Regions from separate parts of the Mus musculus genome. Here region 2 is linked to region 1. Evidence: chromatin contacts called from public HiChIP or PLAC-seq data. All regions are on one chromosome and are shown on one strand. The core of a region is the stretch at or near the end of the contact, and the rest is flanking DNA. Distances in the headings are between cores, read along the strand shown. Region 1 has its middle 85 kb from the start of Qpct. Region 2 overlaps Rmdn2 (regulator of microtubule dynamics 2).

What was found. HiChIP or PLAC-seq counts read pairs in DNA pulled down with a chosen protein or histone mark.
Region 2: a contact with region 1 is called in an H3K27ac HiChIP or PLAC-seq map of embryonic stem cells, with 4 times the contacts expected there. The contact joins two enhancer-like sites. A contact is called at or near these places in 1 of 484 Hi-C or Micro-C datasets (bone marrow-derived macrophages) and 3 of 115 datasets of contacts at active chromatin or transcription factors (all in embryonic stem cells).

What each region holds. Positions count from the first base shown.
Region 1 is chr17:79,133,532-79,140,991 of GRCm38.p6, forward strand. No RefSeq gene overlaps it. Among named protein-coding and RNA genes, the nearest start is that of Qpct, 85 kb to the left of the region's middle. Within about 2 kb of position 1,735, at least 39 of the 459 cell types and tissues checked have an H3K27ac peak or open chromatin away from gene starts, as enhancers often do. A contact at or near this core is called in embryonic stem cells, where this site is marked.
Region 2 is chr17:79,649,481-79,656,125 of GRCm38.p6, forward strand. It overlaps Rmdn2 (regulator of microtubule dynamics 2), which reads left to right. Exons shown (of 11, transcript NM_001368314.1): 3 at 822-996; 4 at 2,219-2,321. It overlaps Gm33006 (a long non-coding RNA gene), which reads right to left. Exons shown (of 4, transcript XR_876982.2): 2 at 6,080-6,225; 3 at 3,390-3,516; 4 at 3,057-3,266. Among named protein-coding and RNA genes, the nearest start is that of Gm33006, 15 kb to the right of the region's middle. Within about 2 kb of position 4,856, at least 10 of the 459 cell types and tissues checked have an H3K27ac peak or open chromatin away from gene starts, as enhancers often do. A contact at or near this core is called in embryonic stem cells, where this site is marked.

The DNA.
Region 1 (7,460 bases), core at 485-2,984:
ATTGTGAGGGCTAAAGTTATATTTTAAGTTTTAGGTATTGTACTTAAGAGATGTATAAAAACAAAAATGCCTAAAGGCTCTTTTACCCAAGGGTAGATAACTTCCGGGAATGCTGAAGACTGTTGCCCATGTAAGATAACAAGCCTTGTGTTTTCACTTCCATAAACAAGGTTAGCTGATCCAAGTGCGCAGGACGTGCTTGATCTGAAGATGTCAGCTCAGGAACTTTAGAAAATTCCGCTGGACCCATCCCCTCCTGGAAGAGAAAGGTCATAAAGAACATAGGCAGCCCTCCTCCCCTCCAGAAGGGAGGGGCTAATTACATTCCTCAGACCTCAGGGAGGAGGGACTGAGGAGGGTTGGGGAACGGAGGGGCTCATTACATTCCTCAGACCACAGGGAGGAGGGACCCAGGAGGGTAGGGGAGGCCCGGAACGGAACTCGCAGCCACATTTCCTGACCTACCTCATTCCCTAAACACCAATCAGCTTAAAAGTCACGCTGTTCTGCCAATCACATTGTGCCTAATGGCTGCTGCCTTGAGAACTGTAGAAAGGCTTCCCAGACGAGCTGGTCATTCTCTTTCTCCATGCGCAGGGCAATCCCAATGTGTTGGAACAATAAATTTCTCTTGCTTTTTGCAACGGTTCCGTGTTGTTCAATTATGGGGTCCCCGTAAGCAAAGGCTTACTAGAGTCTTACAGATCATGCATGTAGTATGTAGGCAGGAAGTATGTCAGGATGTGTGCTTGCCCCTGGTTGGACGAAAGTGGGAAGTACATAGCCTTGTGGGTTTTGCCTTTATAAGCACCAGACTGTAATTTGTGATAATTCTCTGGGAATCCTGGGTATGAACCTGGCCAACTGTCCATCATCCTGGGCAGTACTTAACGAAGCTTGCTTCAAATTTGGCTCATCAATTGTGGTAGTGGTCTTATTGTCACCTGGTGGGAATAACGAGATCACTGGAATAGGTTATATGTGCAGATTAAACTTTCAGACCTCTCATGCTGTGAATAAGTGTACAAACTAACCTTTAGTAGTAATTATCTATAGATTACATACCACTTTTACCCACCCACTCACATACATCCACTAGATAAAAAATTTTTTTAATTTTATAAAATTATGTCTAGGATACATCTAAATGATGCAGTTGCATAGCTGAATGAAATATGTACAAAAGTCAGAGAAAGCTAAATGTCTCCAGAAACATTAGTGTTGAATGTCTACAGAAGAATTACAGCATTTGGCTTGTTATGACTTGTTCCCTCAAGTAAAGTATTCTAAAGAATGGTGCAATGCATTTCTAAGAGGATCACATGGGGCTGTCAAATGTGTTACATTGTAATTAAACAAAACAAAACAAAACAAAACCAGGCTTTCCCTTTTAGCTCTGTACCAGTTACTTTTTGTTGCTGTGATGAAACATAGTCAAAAGTGAATTATGGGAGGAAGAGTTTTTTTTTTTTTTTTTTTTTTTTACATATGATTCAGGAAGGGGACCAATCAGGTCAGTGGAGGCATGGCAGCAGGCAGATGGACCAGGGAAATTAGCTTCAACATTTTCACCCACATGTAGAAGACAGAGTGAACAGGAAGACGGGGTGAGGCTGTAAGCTCCCCAAGCCATGTCTAGTGACATGCCTGGACTTCCTTCAGTAAGGCTCTGCCTCCCTGAAGAGTACCACCAACTGGGGACCATGTGTTCAAATGCCTTGGGAATGTTTCTCATTACACCCATCCCAAGGTCTAACTTGCATCTCAAAATACAAAAGAGGTGTGTTTTAGGTTGAGAGTCTGAGATTCTGTGAGGGCAAAACAAAGGACCATTAGAAGCTGGAGGAAGCTAGTTGTGAAAGAAAGAAGAGAGGCCTTGCTTTTCTTATTCAATTGTAAAGGGTTTTGCAAATTAACTGAGATATCCAAATGAATTCTGTTCATTTGCAGGCCTGGAGGCTGAAAGTCTCAACTATAAGGTTGGGCAGAGCCTTGTTTCCTCTGAATGCTAAAGAGTTGGAGGCCTTCTCTTTCCTCTCGCTGCTCTGGCAGCCCATGCTTTCTGGGTCTTAGAGCTGTGCACTAGTCCCTGCTTCTGTTCTGGAACCATATTATGTGTGTACCCCAGTTTCTCTTTTCTTAGAAGGAACCATTTCTATTAGAATTATTTCTATTACAGTATAGCCTCATCATTATGTTACATGCGACTGTCCTACTGACAGAGCTACATTTGGAAGTCCATGGGTCAGGTCTTCAATGTATCTTTTTAGAACATATGCTTCAACAGCTCCCTGTAGTTGAGTGGTCTGAGATTTCTTAGGGGAGAGGTGGAGCCTGGATTTCAGCGGAAGCCAGGAGCATGGGGGTAAGGATGACTTGTCTTAGGTTTTCTAAGCCAGAACAAGGGGTTGAAGACTTGGGGCAAGAACTGTAAGGCAACAGGGAAACAGGAAGCTCTGACTCATGTCCTGGGCTTAGACTGGATGCCTCACTGATCAACCCTGGAGAGCTGGCGAGGGACCGATGTTCACTGGAGCCCCGTGCACAGCCTCACTGCCTCTGCCTGGATGCTGCCACTCCGGGCCGTGCATATTCCATCTGGGTTAATGATATTTCAGTTGTTAACTTTTGTAAATGCCATCCCTGGGATAATGACTTAAGTGAACCTTAGCTTTAATTTATTCAGAGACAGAGCAAAAAAAGTTTTAAAATCTGGTAGTAAAGGAAAGTAAAAACAACTTGATGGGAGTATAAATTTAAGAAAAACCTTTTATTTCACTTTTTAAAGTGTAGGTGTGGTTTGAATGCATTTGCTGTCAAGCAGGAGGGCACAATATCCTACTGTGGGTTTGGGACCAGGCACACTGGTACTAGGTCAATATTAAAAGAGAAATAAAAGATTCCAGCTGGCAATTATTACCTACCAGGTGTCCTTTCTCATGAATGTCCTCTAGACTCCAGTCAGGGCACCGGGATGCGTGCCCTAAGTCATGGATGCTTTCTTAGTTTGGACTTTGCCCTGGCCATCTGGCAGGAGAAGGTACAGCTGCTTCCTCCTCATGAGGACAGTGGCACTTTGGCACACATGTACAGAGCATTGCCAGAGGCAAGTGACTCAGGAGTGGTCTGAGCCAGTTTTGACTTCTGCCTCTTTTTTTCCACTTTCTATGTGTTAGTGGCCAACTGACCTAGTTTCTGAGGAAACAAAGATCCATTCATTTACTTTAATAGTGTTTTTTTAAAAACCAGTAAAATTCCATTTAGATTTGTATGTTTTTCAGTTTATATAATTGATTTGAAGGTTACACATGTAAAAATGAATGAGACAGGTATGTAAGTCTGATAGGGTACTTCTGTCTTGCAGACATCTTAAACTTTTAATTCAGTGACCTGAATTAAGAAGTTAATATTGTTGAATTTCCCCTATCTTCATTGCATCACAGGATAGTGAATTAGTCAAGTCCTTGATAACTATCAATACGGATGAGAGATTAGATCACAAAGCTGCTGAGAGTGTATCCGTAAGACCTGGCTAATCTTTAGATTAAAGCTTATGAAAATGTTACCCAGTCTTCAAGTGTAGCTGCTAGACTCCTGGGAGAAGAGGGATCAGACACTGGCTTCCTTCTTGCAGAGTCTACTTTCAAGTAGGGAAAGCAGAGTAGGTTACTAGTACTGTCTATGGGAACCTAGGAGATACAAAAAAGGTGTTATTCATGCTGGGCTGAAGACAGAACAAAGGGTAGAAATGAAGCAACTGGCTTCACAGGTGATGCAGAAATGTGTTGGCATACATAGACATGGATGGCACATCGCTCACTCCCATGCTTCTGGTACTTGAGTTGATAGTATGAATGGAAGTAACTATTATTTTGAAAGGAAGCTGCACCTTCCAATGAAGGCCAATTAATTGGTTAAAACTTCCAAAGATTATAGAGAGTTCGGAATGTTACAAGTCCAAAGTCAGATCTTGGGCCATCTTCAGAGCTCTTCAAACTCATTTATTGACCTCTGTATGAGAGCTAAAGCCTCTGAGACCACATGATAAATCCTTTGGAATATGTGAACAGATAGCTAGACCCACTATCCAAAAGGCTAAAAGTGTCATTAGAAGCTGATAGCAGAGATCTTGAGTTTTGTTTTTAACTTACCTACCCAATGTTTCCACCAATGCGTTTTAAGATGTTTGATCCATGACTTTCTTTATTCTATTTATTATAGAATCTTAATGGAACTGTTTCCCATTGGAACATGGAAATTAGTCTAGCCCACTTCTCTGATCACAGTCACTCATATTTGGCTTCAGAATATCATCCCTCTTAATCCTTTTGAGGTGAGTTATGTGGGTTGTTGTTGTTGATGATGATGGACAGCGGTGGGTGGTGGAAGATTTAGAAGGAGGTAAAGCTGGATTGGAAGGGGCTGGGGTAGATTAAAAAGGTATTGTATGCCTTGCTAACTTGTTTTTTATGGGCTGTGCTATCTATATAGCTACAAAAATAACTTTTAACTGATATTTAGAAGGAGTTAAGATGGCTATAACACTCTGCCAACCTCTTTCTTTTTAGTCAAGCATCTGTCCAAGTCCTCAGCCTGAAAGCATTAGGACCATTTCAATGCTCACTGAAACTTATGATCCTCTGTGTGTGTGTGTGTGTGTGTGTGTGCATATATGTATTCATGTATGTATATATGTAGTACAGATGTGTATGTATGAATGTATGTATGTATGTATGTACATATGTATATGTATGAATTATGTATGTATGTATGTATGTATGTATGTATGTATGTATGTATGTATGTACTCCATTCCTGGATGACATTTATTGACTTTTATTTATTGTCTTTCACTTTTCAAATGTTGAAGACTTTAGAACTGAATTAAAGATTTGGGAAAATGTGTTCTACCAGATAGTTTTTACTAAGTCTTCTCTACTTTCTATCCCTTTCACCAACTGAATAAAGATTTTTATAAACTAAATGGGGATGAGAGATGGAAAATGAGGAATGTCTGATCCTGGGTAATCCTGGAAAGAGGGAAGATAGACCAGGTGGCCCTAGTGTGGCTGAAACAAAAGAGAACCTATATCCTTAGGCTGCTAGCCAGGTCCCTATGGCCGACTCCAGGAGAGATAGAGAGGGCTTGAGTAAGCTCCAGACCTTCCCAGTCACCTGGATAGAGGCAGTTGCAGACTATCATAGTGTGACTCGAGTATAGAAGGGAGATGGTAGGTACCTGAGTGACCGAGGCTTATGCTTGGAGGGCAGGATGCATGCTCTAAGACTTAGCAATGAAACTGGCTCAACTTAGTAACCAGAACTGGGTATTTTCTACCCCTAAAAATAAAATTTTATTTCAGCCTAGGGACCCTTACTTCTAGATGAGGAGCTTTGGCAGTTGAAGGCCACCGTGATAGAGAATATTTTTTTTTCCAGAAAAGCAGGGCCCCTGGTAAGTTGCCCATGCTCTTGTGGATGGACCTATATCCATGCACACACAAACCAGTTGGATTCATTGGTCTATGAAAAGATAACACAAAGTTTGGAAGTGAACTCAGTGGGGTAGGGCTCTGAGAAGAGTTGGAGGAAGGAAGTAGGGGATTTAATATAATCAAAATATATTGTGTACATGTAGGAAATCCTCAAAGAATGAATTAAAAAATGAAACACCCCAAAAAAATGGAATTTTAGAAGGTATTTTGATTCAACCCTTAAGGTGGAAAAAAAGATAATAAAATTTAAAAATTATTAGTCTTAAGTCTATAAAGTCCCCTGAGACAGCCAACCTTGTCCTGTCCTGGGAGCTTTCTACTACCTACACCTACCCAATAGAAAGAATAGACTCCAAACCAAAGGAACATTTACAGAGTGGGAGCATTTGCTGGGGAGAGAGTCCTAAGGAGAGATCTTGTTTTTTTTTCTACTTGTGATCTGCCCATGCTCTATGGGAGCTACCCCAAGTCACTGGTAAGCTGGAGTACCTATAAGAAAGTGAGATCCAGATGGTCTTACCCAGTTGTATCTCTCTTAGGCAACACATCAGTGTTTGAGAGGAGAGGGGAACAGTGATGAGAGCCTGTGTGATGAAGACAGATGAGCCACAGTTGGGCTACCTGGATGCCTACTCTTTACTGGACAAAGATTTCTGGCTCTCTGGTAGGCAAATACATGTTGAATGTGAATACAGGTATTTATCCAAGTATATGGTTGTGTTTCAGGACATGTTCCAGGAGTAAAAAAATCACAGTGTATCAAGATGGGGTAGATGATGTAGTGGGGGGGGGGGCTTCTCACTTGAGATGAGCTTGAGTTCCACAAGGGAGGCAGCTTGCAGGTGCCAGCTTCCAGGAAGGTGCAGACAACCGAGGCAGCCAGGAGAATTAAGCAGAGCAAACTCACCTGCCTGACTCTGCTTCATGGAAACAAGGGAGAAAAGCAAGTAAGGATAAGCCCGCACTTTTGGAACACTTAGTGTGCTTAGGTTTGGGGATTAGGAGTGTGCGGTCTGTCTTAAAGGTATTTGCAAGACAGAGTCTGGAATTCCCCAGGGGGCCTCCTGAGTCTAAAGTTCAAGTTCTTTGCACAGCCCTCAATTGGTCTCGTGGAGCACACTTCCAAAGCTAAGGAATCCTGGAGGAGAGTGCAGTCCTAATGAAAGGAAATAAAACTTGAGACCTGTGATTCATGTAATGTATGTCAAATAGCCCAAAGAGTTGTTTGTGAGCTTTGAAACCCGAGGCTGAGAACATAGCAGAACATGCCAGGACATGCCTGGGCAGGCCTGTTGTTAAGACATTCCTGAGGCTGCTTAGCAATAAAGATATAGATAATGACATGCAGGACTGGCCCGGCACCTCCCTATCTCCCACCCTTCTGACCTAAGTTAAATGTTAACAGACTGCTGATGTTTAAATGGACCAATCACGTGAAACCGCGCCAATTCCTCCCCCAGCCCCACCCCTTTTCTATAAAAACCCCTAGCTTCCAAGCTTTGGGGTTGAAACCACTGTCTCCTTTGTGAGATAGGTTCCACACGGAGCTCTGCCATTAAAGGGTTGACACCTCTGTCTCCTGCGGGAGATATGTGTAGGCTCAGAGCTCTGTCATTAAACTACCTCATGCTTTTACATCAAGATGGTCGTCTGTTCGTGATTCTTGGATGCACGCCGAATCGGGAATTGAGTGGGGGTTTCCCCACTAGGTTCTTTCACTATCTGCCTCCTCCTCCTCCTGGGGCTGGGGTGAAGGTAGATTAGGGCAAGACACTGCAAAGGCCACTCAAGACAGTTGTTAATTAATGGCCCTTTCTTTCAGGTTTGCTTGAGACCTGCTCTTGTTTGGGTCTTGGGTGTTGCCTAATGACCCTGCACACTAAAGACTTGCTTCCTAGGGTGGTGTCCTGAAAGCACAGTGGAAACTCTAAAAGGTAGGCCTTAGTGGACGTTTTAGATTTCTGA
Region 2 (6,645 bases), core at 3,606-6,105, 520 kb after region 1:
GACTAAGGGAAATTCGTGGTGTCAGTGTCTGGCCTCCACATACCATTCATGTGCACCCCATTGTACATGTGCACATGTATACATACACCACACACACACACACAAGTTAGAACATCATGTTCAACTATAGAAGAATACCTGAACATGTGCTAATATTATACACATACACATTTTTGAGTGCCTGCTGAATTCCTCCAGCTTGCTGTGATCTATAACAGCATCTAATGAATGCACTCTGGCTACTTAGTTCTTCTGTTAGTGAACCGTATGTACCACTAAGAAGCATGCATTCTAGTGGAGCTGATTCTGAAACTGTAGCTGATGAACACATGCGGTGTGGTTATTATTAATTGCATGTTAAAGAGAATATGTGCTACGAAGGAAAAAAATGTATGCAGAACAAGAAAAGGAAGAAAGATTTAGGATTGTAGAATTGGGTAGAAAGATCTGGGTGGACCACACGAAGAAAGGTGCATTGCTGCAGATGTTAGCCAAGAGTAGAGGTTACGTCTAGGGGAAAGAACATTCTATCAGAGAGAGAGCAGCTAAAGGCCTTGAGGCTGAAGGGGCCGGTGACTGAGAAGATTGGTCAGAAACTAAGTCACAGAACTATCAGGGTTGGCATGTGCTTGTAATTGCCCAAGTCCTTGTAAGCAGTCAGCTCTTGAAAGGCCAAGAGCTGACTGCTTACAAGGTATAACAATGGGTGCTGTGACATTTTCTAGCACAGAGTGGAATAATTCGACTTGAATTTTCAAAGGATTGCTCTGATCATTATGTGTAAGTCTAAAGGGAGTTGGTGGTTGTTTCTGCCATCGTAGGTATATTACAGCTAACACGGACACAGAAGAACAGAACTTCCCGTTCCCCAAGGCTCTTAACACACACATAGAGGAGCTAAAGTTGGATGTCCTCCTTCAGAAGGCAGACCATTTGCGGACAAATGAGTCTCACAAAATGGAGAGTTTTGAGCTACTCTGTGACCACAAGGAGAAGGTAAGAGCTGTGTGGCAGCGGTATGTTCACACAGTTTGAAATTTTTATTAAAGTACCACCCTGCTCTTACTGAAACTACAGCACTGTGTTGCAATTCATAGGGAGAGAATAAGGATGCACTTTTATAAAATGAGTAACTGATTAAAATTGCATTTGAGTTAATTGGGTTTATCTAAGGTCCCCAAAATAGAAACCAACCTGATACAGATTTACTCTGATTTTGTTAACTTGGATACTTAATATGTGTTTTGTAACATGAAGAATAAAACATTATACCTAGGCATAATGTTTTCTCTGGAAAGAATAAGAGGCTTTTTAGGTTTTCTTTTGTTTTTGTTTTTTAAGACAGGATTTCTCTTATGTGTCCTGGCTGTCCTAGGACCCGATCTGTGGACCAGCTGACCCACAGAGTTCCGTCCTCCTCTGTCTCCCAGGTGCTGGGATTAAAGGCATGTGCCACCACACCAGGCTACGTTTCCTGTGTTGCTTTCAATGTAGTATTAGTATCTAAAGCTATTTCTATCAGTAGTCATTCTGCAGTGTTTAATATTGGACTTGAGTTCATTAGTCTCACTATCACTACTGAAAGAAAGGATATAAGGGCTCATGAGAGCTCGGGGAGATATAAAGTGTCTTTTTTGCCCATAAGCAATATAAGCCTAACCTTGGCCAAAAGAAGGTTTAGCAACTTCAATACACTGTGTAAAACCTGTGAACCCAAGCTGATCAACACATGATATACAAATATCCTAAAAATCAGACTATAGCCTATGAAGATATGCAAGGATTATCTGTCAATAAAAGTTTTTAAAACTTTTAAAGTATCTACAATTATAATTGAATCATTTAGGTAAAAATTGTAATGTCTCTTTGAGTATATGTACTTCAATTTACAGACACTACTTAATGCTCAGTAAGCTATTTATTATGCTGATAGTAGATAACTTACAAAGGATAATAGGAGAGGATACCTGGTCCAGGGGGAATATGTAATTATATCTGTATAATATTAAATGATTTAAGATCCAAATGTAACACTATATTTGGCCATATTTCTTAGCCATAAATATTTGGATTTAAAATGTTAAATATCTATAGTATAAATTCAGTCATCTATAAATACCATTGTACTTGCCTAAATTTTTTAAGGTACAATGAAAGCAATTATGGTCAGCCTGGACAAATGACTGCATTAATCTAGTGTGCAATGCTCTCTTTCCAGTTTAGTGAAGAAACTGAGTTTCTGTGGCGCCTGGCCCGAGCCTATGGAGACATGTATGATCTATCCACAAGTACACAAGAAAAGAAGCATTATGCTAATATTGGTAAGTAATTCGTCAGCACTGGGTGTTCTCAGGTGGCATTGTTCTCCACAATCAGCCATCAGTGGGTTTAATACAAGCAAAATCATCTAAGTTAAAGACTCAATCCATTTCAATATACTCTGATAATGAAAAACTGTACACAGCCTCAGAACAAAATGGTCTTCTGGGACTAAAGTGTATGTTCCTTTAAAGCAACTGAGCTAATAATATTAAAGCAGGGAACTGGAGAAACAAAACAAAACAAAGCCCTGATTTCACTTTTTGAGTTTATGATATCACAGGAAGCTAAAACACCTGTGCTAGCATTTGAGGTGCAACAATAAGCCACGGAGTGTTGTGGCCTCCAGCTGTACTATCAGTTACACTCACAACTCACTTCCTATGGCATGGTAGGCCAGGAACACATAAAAATAACCTCTCGATTGTCAGGGATTTCCAAAAGGCAATACCTTAAACTGCCATGTATACATTTTGCATACATTTGAAATTTTCCACCATCACAATAAAAACCAAGGAGACTGTCAAATTATTGCTGTTGGTTGTTGTGTTTATGTTTCATTGGATGTCAGAATGCTTTCTTGTCAACGCTCCTGTATGTCCATCTCTCTGAGCCTCAGGTTTTATTCTCCTTTCTTCCAAAGCTTTCTCTTTTCCCAGCTTTTCCATGATAGTATAGGCTATACAGAGAAACTCTGTCTCAAAAACCAAAAAAAACCAACCCCCCCCCAAAAAAAAAGAAAAAAGAAGGAAATAGCAAATAAGAACTCCTCCCACTCTAGTCTGGCATCTTTATTTCCAAGAAGGACAAATGGTTAGAATCTGCAGTAGTCTTTGGTAGTCTTCTGGAGATTCCCTTGCTAAGTGTCCTCTCCACTTAACTATTTCCTTTCTGGAAAGCAGTTTTCTGTAGCAATCCAACTATAAGGCACTATCCATGGGGGAGCTCTAGAAAAGAGATTAATTTCAAGAAAAAGAAAGTTTCAACCAGAGCCTGAAAGGATTTATATTCATATCTGCTGGGGTGGGAGGAATTAAACCATATTGATGTGCAATGTGTTTGACACTCACCAGCAGTAATGTATCTTTCTCGAGCACTCCTCTTGCGTCTTCTGTTAGCAGACGGGACCAAGAGCACAAAATACAGGAGGGAAGCCTCTGAGTTTGTTGGGAAGGTGATGCATTTCTATAATAATATCTAAAGGGACAAATAGAAATGGGGAGTTGTTTTCAGACTACAGGGTGTTAAGTTTGTATAAAGAAAATGAGGAGTCGATAGCAGGAGCTAGAGGTTCATGTAGGGAAATCTTCTTATGGAGATAACAGTTCCCACAGGTAAAATTCTCTAGACTCTGTTTTTAAATTGAACGAGAGCTCAAGTGAGATGTTCTTCCAGCTTTAAGTATTAACCTGATGAAACTTAGAGTTGTCTGAGAAGGGATCTCAGCAGAGGGATTTACTAGATCAGATTTGTGAGCATGACTGTGGGGATTGTCCTGGTTGATAATTGATGTAAGAGGGCCCAGCCCACTGTGGGTGGGACCAATCCCTGGGCAGATAGTTCCAGACTGAAGAAGAAAGGTAGATAAGCATGGACCTGCAAACAAGCCGTCAGGTGGCATTCCTCCATGGTTTGGTTTCTGCTGCTCTTCCTTGGCTGTGGGTAAGTTCTTTGTTTAGAAGGAGTGTGTGGAATGGCAAACAGGCTTGCACCTGAGTCCCTGCTTGAGTTTCTGCTGTGACTTTCCCCAATGACAGTCTATGATGAGTCCTCCTCAGTCCCTTTTGGTCATGGTTATTTGTCACAGTGACAGAATGAAGCTGGAACATGAGTTGATATATGAGACAGAGAAATAGGAAAACAGGATGGAGATCTAGCGGCCAGAGTGCCGCATGGGGTTAAAATGAGATTTATCCTTAAGAAGAAAATTTACCATGTCACAAGAAGAAGAGGGCACCATTTTCATTCATACAGAAGGAATGTATTCAAATACTGAAGTAAAGCAAAAAGGATCACTTTTAATTGTACACTTAAGAAATTACCTCACCATGTTAGTGTTCTGGGAACAGTGCTAAAATGAAGTGTGGCAAGAAAGGGTGAGGAGAGGTGCAAGAAGGGACCCGTGAGTGTGACAGTGCCACACTAGAGAAATGACTGTATAAAGGACCAATGACTAACCATCATAGTTCAGTTCTCCAGTAAGTATTATTTGGGGGCTTCTACCTCACCTTAGATCATTTAGTTCCCAAATTAAAACACACACACACACACAAAATCTTTATATTTATAATAAGCCTTTAAGCATTAGAGCTGGGCATCTATCAACCCCTTATGCTAGTTTGTTTACTTCTCTGTCAGTAACCTCAAGATTTCACTTGCCATGTCCCACCTTTGCTGCTCCTGCTCCAACAGGCCATGCACTCTTGACTCACCTGCCCCATGGCGCCTTCCTCCTTCCTCCTCTTCACCCTCTCCTCTGGTCTCTCCTCAGACCCCAATCCCAGGAACTGAAGCCCCACCCACCTCTCCTGCCCAGCTATAGGCGTCTTTATCAACTAATGGTTTTAAATTAACAAGCAAGGTTTGCAATACAAAAGGTTGCATACCTGAGAATTCAGTCATCTTGAGGCAGCTAGACCTTGGGATTCAGAATTTAGCATTACAATACATAGCAACTCACCAAACCTCCGCATTTCCCCCTTTTGTCTAAATAACAATAAACAACTTAGAGTGGAACAATTATAAAACAATAATGACAATTATTAGGAAAGAGTTAAATTTAAAAGCCTATCTGTTTATATTTGGCAATTTAGATTCTATCATCTGTCCTATCTTGGTGAGTTTAGAGTTTTAGATCTAAATCATTTTCTATCCTAATTTGTATTAACATCCTAAAATCATCTTCTTAGACTTGGTACATCTTTTTTTTTTTTTTTTTTTTTTTAAGGAGGAGAATCTAAATATTCTTTTTTTTATTACATATTTTCCTCAATTACATTTCCAATGCTATCCCAAAAGTCCCCCATACCCTCCCCCCCCCATTTCCCTACCCACTCATTCCCATTTTTTTTTGGCCCTGGCATTCCCCTGTACTGGGGCATATACAGTTTGAGTGACCAATGGGCCTCTCTTTCCAGTGATGGCAGACTAGGCCATCTTTTGATACATATGCAGCTAGAGACAAGAGCTCCAGGGTACTGGTTAGTTCATAATGTTGTTCCACCTATAGGGTTGCAGATCCCTTTAGCTCCTTGGGTACTTTCTCTAGCTCCTCCATTGGGAGCCCTGTGATCCATCCAATAGCTGACTGTGAGCATCCACTTCTGTGTTTGCTAGGCCCCAGCATAGTCTCGCAAGAGACAGCTACATCTGGGTCCTTTCAATAAAATCTTGCTAGTGTGTGCAATGGTGTCCGCGTTTGGAAGCTGATTATGGGGTGGATCCCTGGATATGGCAGTCTCTAGATGGTCCATCCTTTCGTCTCAGCTCCAGGTACATCTTCTTAAATCCTAAACATCTTAAACTTATGTTAAGACTATGACTATCTAGTCTCCAACCCCATCAGAGACCTGAGAAGGAATAAATATTACTTTAGTATGTAGGAAGTGCAGGGTCACAGCTTCCAAAAATTATAGAAATGACAGAGCCTGTTGACTGCCTGGACAGTCCCCAATATTTTCTAAAACATTGGAGCATCGTCTTCAGCCTTCTGGCCCAGAAAATCTGACAGGCCTTTTGTGAAACAGGAATTATGATGGACCTGTTTATCCTGTCTTAGAAGAGCTTGGCAGTTGAGTTCCTTGTGTCTGTCCTTCTTGGGCAGCATTCTGCCTGCAGATGAACTCAGGCAATTTTCTTTGCTGTGATTGAAGCGACTCCATATGGGGGTTCTTCAATGCTCATCATCTTTGAAAATGAAAAATGAGGTGCTCTCAGACATGTCTCAATGTCAAAGGGACCTTAAATTAATAAAAAAAACATTTTAAATTACATATTCTACGGGTACCTGAGATTTTTGATAACTATCTATCTATTCATAGCATATCTAAACAACATGGCCATGACAACTTACTAGAGGCAGGGAAACAATACCTGCCTCTAGTTATCTAATTGTCTGATCAACCCAGGATGCATATTTCTGTGATAATCCAGACTTGTATCTCACATGGCCAGTAACTTGCATTTCTCAACCATCCCTAACAGTTTGCAGTAGCAGCTATTAAAAGGACTGGGATTAAACCTTGTATTTTTAAATGAATTGCATAGGCATAATACATATACAAGAGTTGAAGCATACATACCTTATGTTATAACAAAACTAACCTT